Linked DNA regions of Mus musculus: region 1 is linked to region 2. A link is a contact called in public Hi-C data. All regions are on one chromosome and are shown on one strand. Each heading gives the region's core, a stretch centred on a gene start, on an enhancer-like site or on the middle of the called end of the contact. The rest is flanking DNA. Distances are from core to core; before and after follow the strand shown. Region 1 has its middle 160 kb from the start of Gm26454. Region 2 has its middle 390 kb from the start of Gm26454.

Region 1 (5,858 bases), core at 1,637-4,136, 240 kb after region 2:
GCGTGTCAGTACCAACGAACACCAGGTAAGATCATACTTCACCAACCCCGTGCCTCCCAAGTTCCACTAAAGCAGATGAAACAGCTACTCTGATGCCTGCATTTAATTTCCTGCACTCAACTCTGCCTGCTTTTCCAGAGGCACTAGAGACAACCAGGTAGACTCAGCCCCAAACTTGTGCACAATATCCCCTTTAAATACATCCATTAGCCTAAACCTGTACCCTACACCCTAGACTCCACATTGCAGGTCAAAACTCCTCCTGATTTCCTGAATCCCTCTCTAGTACTAGGGAACCCAGAGGAAAGATGAGCACCCAAAACCCCAGAGGCCATGCAGGACCCAAAACCTCAGGGATGACACCATATTAGACCTGAAACTTGCTGGTCACAAGAATCCCAGGTCACACAGGTCAGAAGAAAGAGATAGAATAGCAGTCAAGAAGTGGAGATAGAGAGAAACAACACTCATCCAACAAATACAAATTCAGAAATCAGCATCTAAAACTGTAAAAATAGCATAACACAGATGGCTAAAGACCAACCTAAGAGTAAAATCAATAGGGCCATGGTATCACCAGAATCCAGCTATCCTACTAAAGCAAGCCCTGGATGTTGTAACACAGCTGAAGCACAAAACAGAACAAACAAACAGACAAGCAGAAACCTTAAATCCAATCTTATGATACAGATCTGTAAACAGGGAAAGAATGAATCCCTTAAGAAATTACAAGAAAATACAACCAAATGATTAAAGGACATTAATAAACTATTCAAGACCTGAAATGAAAATAGAAGGAATAGAACCAAACCCAAAACAAAACAAACAAACAAAAACATGAACTGAGGGACTCTGGAAGTAGGATCTCTTTCATTAAGAGAACAGAAACTACAGAAACAAGTATCAAATAATACAAGAGATGGAAGAGATATTTTATGGGTAGAAATTACAATAGAAGAAATTGATACATTGGTCAAAATATGTTGAATGAAAAATGGTTCTGACCCCCCCAAAAAATAGAAAATTTGGGATGTTATGAAAAGACCAAGCCTAAGAATAATAAGAATAGAAGAGAGAGAAGGTCCCCAGCTCAAAGGCCCAGAAAATATTTTCAACAAAAAATTATAGAATAAAATTTTCCTAATATACAGAAAAATGTCTATGTAAAAGAAGCTTACAAAACACCAAATAGATTAAATAAAAATAAATAAATAAATAAATAAATAAATAAATAAATAAATAACCTGCAAGGGAAAAGGGCCTGTTACAGAATAATCAAAACACTAAATGAACAAAATAAAGAAAAAAAATATTAAAAGTTGAAAGAGAAAAAAGGCCAATATCATATCAAGACAGATCCACTAGAATTATATCTGTTCTATGAACAAAGACTCTAAAGCCAGAAAAGTCTAGACAGATGTCTTAAAGTCTCTAAGAGAACACAAATCTTAGTCCATACTACTATACCCAACAAAAAGTTTTAATCACCATAGATGGGAAAACACCACCATATTCCTCGACAAAACCAAATTTAAACCATATCCAAAAATCCAGACCTATAGAAGATAAGGGAAAACTCCAACCCAAGGTTAACTACACCCAAGAAAGCATGGCACATAAATAAATTCACACGAAAATACAAAAAAGGAAACACACACTCATAAACACACTGCCACCACCAACGTTGATATAACAGAAAGTAACAATCATTGGTCTTCAAAATCTTCAGTATCAGTGGATTCAATTCGCCAATAAAAAGACAAACACAGTCAGAATGGATGCGAAAATAGGATCCATCATTCTTTACATACAAGTGATATATTCAAACTCCAAAGAAAGACATTACTTGAGAATAAAGTGCTAGAAAAAGATTTTCCAAGCAATGGACCTAAGAAGCAAGTTGGAGTAGCCATCATAATATGTTATAGAATAGACTTTGAACCAAAATTATTCAAAATAAATGGGGAAGGGCACTTCATACCAATCAAAGGAGAGATCCATCAATATGATATCTCAATTCTGAATACCTATATACCAAATACAATAGCACACATGTTCATCAAAACAAAAAATACTGAAGCTTAATTTCGCACATTAGTAGTGATACACTTTAACACCCCACTCTCACAAATGAGCAGATCATTGAGATGGAAGCTAAACAGAAAGAATAGAACTAACATATCTTATGATTCAAATGGACCCAACATATCTACAGAAAATTTTACCCAGAGAGTACCCAGCTCTGTGTGCATCTGTGTGCTCCCTCCCTCAGGGTGTACAGATGCTGCTGTACACAGTGCTAGAAGAAGCAGACCCTGGAAAATGGGGTCTACAGCATACCCAATCCAGAAAGAGGAGGGGTGGCAGGGTGTTGTAGGAGAAATCTTCTGAGGATTTTTGTCACACACTCTGGTAGAGTCAGCTTGATAAGCCGAGAGGCTTGGAAGCTACTCACGAGGCAGAAGAGTTTCACGGAAACTCACTCTTGGAGTCTGGCGTTCTCTCTAACCCACACATAAATATGTTATTCCCGCGTTAGTCTAGTGTATGGATCCACCTGCTCTCTTTTAGTATTATCCTATTATAAGTGCCTTTTAAGATTGAATTCTGACATAGCTAAAGCCTTCGCCAGTGTTCCAATGTCCTAGAAAGTCCTTGAGCAGACCATGGGCTTGGAATTCAGTAAGAATGTTGCTATGCAGTGACATTCAGAATTGCCTCTGGTACTACACTATCACTTTGAGTAAAAGCTAGGTCACTGCCCTACACAGGAATTTACCATCATCTAGGAAGAAGGAAGTTTCAGACCTAAGGAGAAACCAGAATAGATACTCAGAACTATAGATAGCCGAGTTACACCCATACACGCGTATTTACAATGCCCTAGAGGGGAGGTGGACTATACAATAGACTAAAATAGGAACTATGGCAAGGGCACGAAGCCCATGACCCTGGCTTCTAAGATTAAGTGAAATCTTAGGTGGAGCTCTTGTTGATCCCAGTTGTTAACAATGAATTCTATCCCAGGTGGTTCCTGTTAGACCTTCTGTGTTTGCATTCCTCTGTTTTATGTAAGAATCCATTAACCTCTTTGTACCTTGCTGGTATGTCACCCAACTTCCTTATTGTCTTCTCTATAAAAAGTTTGATGCTCGATTTGACAAATTACATTCAGATTCTACACAGCCTCTCCTGTGTGCATCTGTCATCCCATCCAACACTTTGCCCACCTGCCCCAGAGACCCGTTCCGTGCAGACAAAGGGGCCCAGAGAGTCTGAGGCAGATTTTAATGTTACAGTTCTGTTAGATTATATAGTCAATGAAACAGCTTTTTTAGAAGACATCCAGTGAAGTAGCTTATGTGCACCCATTTTATTTGGGGTGAACAAAGGCTCTATTTAAACCTTGAAGTGTAGAATGAAGTTTTCAGGGTGAATGTGAATCATTATGTCTCGTTCACAGTTAGAGGCATTCCAGGAATCTTAGGTACTTGCTAGTTAGGTTCTTATTTGGAAAGAGGAAGTTGAATTTATAGGTTTTCCAAGAACTGCATTATCTCTCTCAGGTAGAGGCTGTGGAGGTCAGGCTCTCTAGATAAAGTCAGAGAAAGAGAAGCCTTGCTGGCAATGGGGGTTGGGAGTCCTCCATTTTGCACTTAGCTGAGAGAAATTATTCAAACATGGAAGACTTTCACCTTAAGTAGTAAAGTTTCTATCCAATATCATAGAAGCAACTTAATAGCATACCTGAAACCTCTTGAATAAAAAGAGGCAAATACACCCAAGAGGAATGTATGTTAATAAATCATCAAACTCAGGGCTTAAATCTATAAAATAGAGAGAAAAACAATAAAAAGAATCAATGATACAAAGAGTTGGCTCATCTTTCCAAGTCTGTCAAACTTCCAATGAATAAACAATAAATAAGCTTTTTCTGTTAGATAAAAGGTATAAGTATGGAAGTTATGAATTAGGCCTCTTCAAATCTATGAGAATTTACTCCCCTGTTATTGGTCTTATGTGTCATTCTGGTATATTCTGCAGAGTTCTGGGAATTGTGGTAGTGTGCCGAGTAGAAGGCATCTGCTTTCTCCTTAGAGCTCTCTCCACACACACTTTTCAGGTTTCACTTTTTAACTTTTATAACATTTAGTCATCCACATTCTTTCTCTGTTCTGAAGTGCTGTGAACCTGTTGATGCAGTCCTATCTTCTAATCTAGGCTCTTTTCCTTTTTACCAGCACTATCACCTTATTCCTTCATTTCGCTTATTTCAATGATATTTTATTCTTTTGTGAATAGAAGTATTCCTTGATTTATTTCCCAAAGTATTTAGTGTGAGTGTAGAGGAAGGCTTTTGTTTATTTATTTATTTATTTATTTATTTTTCAGTGTTCATGGTGTATTTTGCTACTTTGATAAATATGTTACTAAATATAGGAATTTTATGGTAGAGTATTGAGTGTCTTAATGTATATACATATACATAAACAATGAATCATATCATGTGTCAATAAGTATACTTTTATTTCTTTGTTTCGTTTTTGTGTCCCTTTTATATCCTTCACTTTTCTTATTGTTCTAGCTACACCTTCAAGTATTATGTTGAACTAGAGGGAGAGAGAGTGAACATTTTGTCTTGCTCCTAGTTTTACTGACAAAGCTTTGAGATTTTTGTTTCTTTGTTTGTTTTTGTTTCTTTCTATTTATCATGATATTGACTTGAGACTTGTCAAATGCTGCCTATTTTATGTTGTGATACATCCTTTCTATCTCTAGGTTTTGGGAATTTTAATTTTGAAGAAAACATTTTATTTTGTCAAAGGATTTTTTTCTTTGTCCAGTGAATTGATCATGGGATTTTATCCTTTTCTTTCATATGTAGGTACTAGATTTGTTATATGTGCATTTAAATTGAAAGTTCAATAGAAATTTACTAAACTAGAGAGAGATGAAATATAAAAAGAAACTTCAACAGAGTGGTGTTAGCACATGGGTTGCATAAAAGAAAGATGAATAATGGAACAGAGAGTTAAGTCACATGAGTGATGGGAATGCAAGATAGAGGAGTGAATATGGGGATGCAGAACTAACACTAAAGTATTTGAAAATGTCATATGAAAACTGACTACTCTTGAAGCCTTCTAAAATACATACAAATATAAGTGGAGTTTATAGTGAGGAGTGGGTAGGGAGGGTATACCTCTCAGAGATATTATAAACTACCAAATATAAACCCCACTGAAACGTATGGGTTATCTTTTTAATATAGTAGTTCAGGGGAAAATCACAGTCATTTTACAAGTCTTTCATACTATTTGTATTATTTTTTCTTACTAGTTGTAACGTGATAGTAAGACAATAGTACAAAAGATACCACATAGTTGAATCACAGATGATGGATAAACAAACCTGTTACTGGCTTGTATTGTTCGTAATTACTGACTAGTTCCCATAATGCTAGAGCTATCTGTACACAGTGATGGTGAAGAAAAATAATAAACAGTCTAATCGGTATATTAATTCCATAATATATTTATTTAACTATTTCAATACATCCCCTCTGGTACAATATTGACATGAATGAATGGAGTTAATCAACCTCTTTCTAATCAGGTTTACATCATGCTTTATAAAATAAAATGTATCTCTGTTGTATTTAACTGGGTCAAAAGTCTATGGTTGGCAATGCAGTAACCATAGGAGTGAATACAATACTATATATTTGTACTGGCTAATTTTGTGTCAACTTGACACAGGCAGGAGTTATCACACAGAAAGGAGCTTCAGTTGAGAAAATGCCTCCACAAGATCCAGCTGTAAGGCATTTTCTCAATTAGTGATCAAGTGGGGAGGTC
Region 2 (5,557 bases), core at 1,314-3,813:
TGGGAAGACCCATTTGAATTCTGGGGACTGTTCCCTGGACAGGAGGCTCTGGACTGTGTAAGACAGAGAAAGCTAGCTCATCACTAGCACAAATGTAGCCATTGATCTCTACTAACAGCAGCTATAATGTGACAATCTGTATCAGGTTCCTGTTGTTGGTCTTCAGTAAAATGGTAAAATGTGTCTTGAACTCTGAGGTAAAATAAACCCTTTCTCACCAAAATGGTGTTCGTCAGAGTATTTTTTTCACAGCAACAAGAAAAGAAACTAAGGCACTATCAGTGTTTTGTATGGATGTTTGTTTTGATTTTAAAACAGATTTACTAAGATATAATTTACATTTCATCAAATAGTATGATTCAGTATCTTTTATTCAGAATCGTGCAACATTTACAACACATTTTCCTTACATATGAAGAAAATGTTTTATATGTAAAACATTCTATGAGATCAATATATTTAGATCCTATATAGAGTGATATCATGTGTTCATTGTCTTCATCTGTATAGATTATTTCATTGGCTATAATTTTTGAAGATAATTCATGTTATTACATAGGATAATAATCCATTCCATAGATAACAGATTGTTTTTATGCATTCATCTATTGATGAACTTTTATGTTAGTTATGTGCTTGAGTGTTTGTGACTAGTGCTGTAATAATGTATCAATGAGTACAACTCTTCTCCATTCAGCCTTGCAGTACTTTTGAATTAAAAAGCCAGATGGGGGCTGGGAAGCACATTGCTGTGGTACATTATGAGTATCATGATCTTTAGTATATTTAGTGATCTTCATGCTCTTCTCTTCACAGTCTATACTAAACCATGACTGAATGGAGCAGAAAGGAGTTTCTGTCTCCTCATCTTTGTCAGACTTACTTTTTTTTTTTATTTTTCAGGAACAGCCATTCTAATTCAGGTGAAGTGATCAATATCCTTTGGATTTGCACTTCCCTGATGACTACGGTGGAACAGTTTTCATACCTATTTACCATTTGTATTCCTTCTTTGGGAAATTCTTTTCTTCTGGATTATATCTATAGAGTTATGGTTTTGAAAGACTTGCAGAAACTTGTAACGGGGTAAGCAAACTACAAACAATGGCCACATTAGAACTGTAGATGAAATCTTATATACATCATTATGCTTTTCAGGAAAAATACACATGCACACATACACACATGCACACACTTGTATGTACATGTGAGTATGCACAACACTACAAAAATATCATTTTAATATAACATTTAGACAAGGAACGGAGATTATAGAACATAAGTGGAAGGGGAAATACAAGGGATATTGTTTAGGTCCATCCTGATGTATCTGTAATTTGTTACCTACACTTAAATATGTTACTCTACATATATGTTTTTATGATCTTATAACTAAAAATAAGTTTCAAATTGCCATGTGTGTTCTGTCTATAGTTTCTAATTGAATAAGAATCTCAAAGGGAAAAAAATTCCCTTGAGAATTGTAAGAACGTCTTTGATGTTCCTCATTTTCATTGGCTTTTCTGAGTGGTTCTTAAGCTTGGGAGTGCATTAGATGCTCTGAGACTTGTACAGAACACTTACGTCCATCACATAGTCCAGACCACTTTTCCCAAATGCATCCTAAACAACAGCTGTCCTCAAGTGCGTTGATTGCACCTCTTACTTTCTTTCCTCATGTGCATATAATTAAGATATAAGGTAACAGATTTTAATTGGGATTAGCTGAGCAATCCACATAATTAGATAGTGACAAATTTGTTCTACGTATCAATGACTTGTTGTTTCAGCAGTTTCTCTCAAGGAGCCTGGAGAGGGGTAAATTGCTCACCCTCAAATTTTAGACGGCTGTTGTATAAAAAAAACTTACTAATTGAATGGAGAGTTAGTTCCTGGAACAGACATTTCACATAGTCTATGTTTACACCATGGTTTATAGCTAAAGGACCATGCCTGCTACAATAGTTAATTGCTGTGTCAAGTTGACGAGACAAGGAATGCACAGAATAGTGAAACTTTATTCCAGGTATAAGCAACTTTGTTATCTATTATTATCCTCATCATCGTCATTATCATCATCATTATTATTGTTGTTGCTTTTGTGATAAAACACCATTACTAAGGGCAGTGTATGGAAGAGAACATTTACTTTGTTTATGGTTCCAGAGATACAGAATATACCCTGGCAAAGTGCAGGTATGGAGATAAGCAACTGTCATTCATGATAACTGGAAGAGGAAGATGAATGCTCGTATCTTTAGCTGCACCCATGAAGTCAGAGTGAGTAAATTAAAAGTGTTGAAAGGGTAAGGCTATGAATTTACAGGCCAGGTGGGAGTACATCCAACCCAGTGACATATTTCCTCCAGCAAGAGTGAGCCTTCCCACATCCTCCCCAAAGATGCTAACAACTAAAAATCAAGTGTTCAAATATATGAGTCTATTGGGAATATTTCTTATTCAAACCATGACTCTGTGTGTGTGTGTGTGTGTGTGTGTGTGTGTGTGTGTGTGTGTATGTGTGTGTGTGTATTCAGTTGGGTCTCAAGGGGGATGACATATGAATCATGAAATTGAGTAAGATAGATTGAAAGTGGCTAACACCAGCATGAAAGAAGCCAGACTTGTAACTATTATATTTTGTGAAGTATGTCACAGAAAAATATCAAATGCTGGTGGGTAGGTCTCAGAGATGAAACAGCGATCAGATACGTAAAAACAAGGGACTGGTAGATTTGATCTTTTTCTGAGTTAGAGGATCTGTTCTAACTACATAGCTTCTGGTTATTGGCCAGCAATGTTGGACAGACAGTGGCTTGTAAATGCATCAGTTAGTTCTCTCCCTTTATAGTTACAGGGTGTTCTATTTTTGTGTATGTCTGTCTCTAAATTTTCTTTAAAGGAGAATTCCATGAGCATACTATGTAAGATCAAGTGTATTTTTCTACTATGATGTTATCATAACTCAATTAGTTATATCTGTAACAACACTACTTTCAAATTCATTTTGCAGCATTAGAGATCAAAATTGCTACAGTATGAAAATATTTAAGCATTCAACCCATAGCAATATTTAAAGTATTAATACAATATGCTTAAAGCATATGATTAATCTGCAAATCTAATGAATATTTTATTAGTATAAACTACAAACTGCTATCACTTGTATTCTGTGAATAGCAATCAGAAAGACAGAGATTGTGTCTTGACCAACAAAGGCTATGACTAAAAAATACTGTATATTTGCTCAACACAGATAATGAGGTCAAAGGGGAAACCAACACACTTATACCACCATTACACAATTTTTCTCAACCTTTAGGAAAGCTAAATGAACAGTATATGTTGTTGTACTTATTAGAATTCTATAGGAGAGATTAAATTATTGAAGAAATTATTGTAAATAGAGCATTTTCAAAGCTTTGAAGATTAGTGTGCAATTTGATAAAGTTTAGCTTTTACATAAAAGAAAAATTCAAAATATTGGAAAATAAACAAAGTCTCTTTTAAGAGACTTTGTTTTAAAAATGTATATATAGTGAAGTGAAAATTTCAATATTTATAACACAATGCTAAATTTCTATTTAGCTATAAATTTATTTGAAAAAGGAATCCTATCCCCCCAATCTGATCCTAATGAAAGACACTCTGGTTCTTCCCTTGTCAGCTTCCAGTCTAACCTTGACCTTTAACTCAGTAGCCCTGTGGTTTTTGTTATACAAATTTACTGCAAAGGTACTTCTCAGAGTTCTGCAGCTCTGTCTTATCTACTAAGAATTGAATTTTATTCTTCTGTTTTCAAGTTTAGGAAGTAAACTTACCTTTTTTGTCACCACATGCACTCCAGAAACCTTAGCAATTTTTATATTATTTCCAAACATAATATCTGTATATACTAAATTTTTTTCCATTTTTTATTAGGTATTTAGCTCATTTACATTTCCAATGCTATATCAAAAGTCCCCCATACCCACCCACCCCCACTCCCCTACCCACCCACTCCCCTTTTTTGGCCCTGGCGTTCCCCTGTAGAATAAGAGCAAGCAAAATGTCTTAAAAATGTCAATTTGAAAACATAATTTTCAAAACTGTTCAGAAAAGAGGTGGGGCTGGAATGATTGCTCAGCAGTTTATAGTGCTTGCCACTCTTACAGAATACCTGCCTTCAAATTCCAGCATTCAAAGTGTGCCTTACATCTACCAGTAACTCCCAGATCCAAATCACCAGACATCCCCTTATAATACAGTGGGTGTCAGGCACAAGGAGGACACACATACATACACACAGGCAAAATGTGCATACATGCCAAATAAAATATATAAATCTAAAATGTTTTAAATTATTGAGATGAAAAGAATTGTGGCCCTCCTTTTTCTGGTTCCTTTCTTTTGTTCGTTCATTCGTTCTTCTGTCCATCCTTCCTTCCTTCTTTCTTCTTTTTTTCTTTTTTAAAAAAATACATTTATTCACTTTACATCCTGATTGCTGTCCCCCTCTCAGTGTCCCCTCCCATAGTCCCTGGCCCCATGCTCCCTCCCCTTCTCTTCTGAGAGGATGGAGGCCACTTTTTTGTATCCCCCTACCCTCACACAGCAGGTGTTTGCAGCACACCAAGTCTCTCACTGAGGCTACACAAAGCAGCCCAGCTAGAAGAACATAATCCACAGATAGGAAACATTAGGGATAGCCCCCTTTCTCCAGTTGTTCGGGACCCTTATGATGATCGCACTGCACATCTGCTACAAATGAGTTAGTGGTGTAGGTCCAGCCTGCATATGCTATTTGGTTTGTGGTCCAGTCTCTGTGAGCTCTCAAGGGTCGAAGTTGCTTGACTCTGTGTTCTTCTTGTGCAGTTCCTATCCCTTTCTCAGAAAACAGCCTGAAATATCTTGTAATTTTGAAGTAGCAAAAGGCTGCACACACACACACACACACACACACACACACACACACACACACAGACACATACACAGACACACACACACACACAGAGAGAGAGAGAGAGAGAGAGAGAGAGAGAGAGAGAGAGAGAGAGAGAGAGAATAACTATGGCAAAAGAAAGCAAAAAACAACTAAAATTACCAAAAGCATAGCAATCTCCTCAGAGATTAAACTTTTCTTCTGGGAGTAAGGGTCTCATTATACACAAGATGATCTAAAGAGAGGTAAACAAACAGAATGCTCTAAAGGAAAGTGAAATATTGTTTCCTATAGGAGAGCAGCTTAGGCTCAGGAATTAAAACAAAACAAAACAAAACAAACAAAGAAAAAACCCTCAAAGGCCTCAGGAAGTCCATGAAACTGACTATATAACTAAGTTCTTCCTTATCCATGTATATGGAAGTACTAAGGATTGCAGGTAAAAACAAACGAACAAATGTTAGTTCTCACTTGGACACTACTAATTTTCTTCAGCGAAATAGGATGAGCAATCAGCAAAACCTACAGAGGCAGATCTATCAATCTATGACCCAACTTCCAGGATGGTGACTATATGAAATTGTGTTTCTTTTTTTTCTTTTTTTCCTTTTTTAAAAATATTTTTATTAGGTATTT

Evidence for each region. A called contact is a pair of places that touch in the nucleus more often than the background predicts.
Region 1: a contact with region 2 is called in a Hi-C map of the G1E-ER4 cell line, with 2.5 times the contacts expected there. The contact joins two enhancer-like sites. A contact is called at or near these places in 1 of 15 datasets of contacts at CTCF or cohesin (the G1E-ER4 cell line) and 1 of 484 Hi-C or Micro-C datasets (the G1E-ER4 cell line).

The regions. Positions count from the first base shown.
Region 1 is chr12:48,850,670-48,856,527 of GRCm38.p6, forward strand. No RefSeq gene overlaps it. Among named protein-coding and RNA genes, the nearest start is that of Gm26454, 160 kb to the right of the region's middle. Within about 2 kb of position 2,887, at least 7 of the 459 cell types and tissues checked have an H3K27ac peak or open chromatin away from gene starts, as enhancers often do. A contact at or near this core is called in the G1E-ER4 cell line, where this site is marked.
Region 2 is chr12:48,614,293-48,619,849 of GRCm38.p6, forward strand. No RefSeq gene overlaps it. Among named protein-coding and RNA genes, the nearest start is that of Gm26454, 390 kb to the right of the region's middle. Within about 2 kb of position 2,564, at least 1 of the 459 cell types and tissues checked has an H3K27ac peak or open chromatin away from gene starts, as enhancers often do. A contact at or near this core is called in the G1E-ER4 cell line, where this site is marked.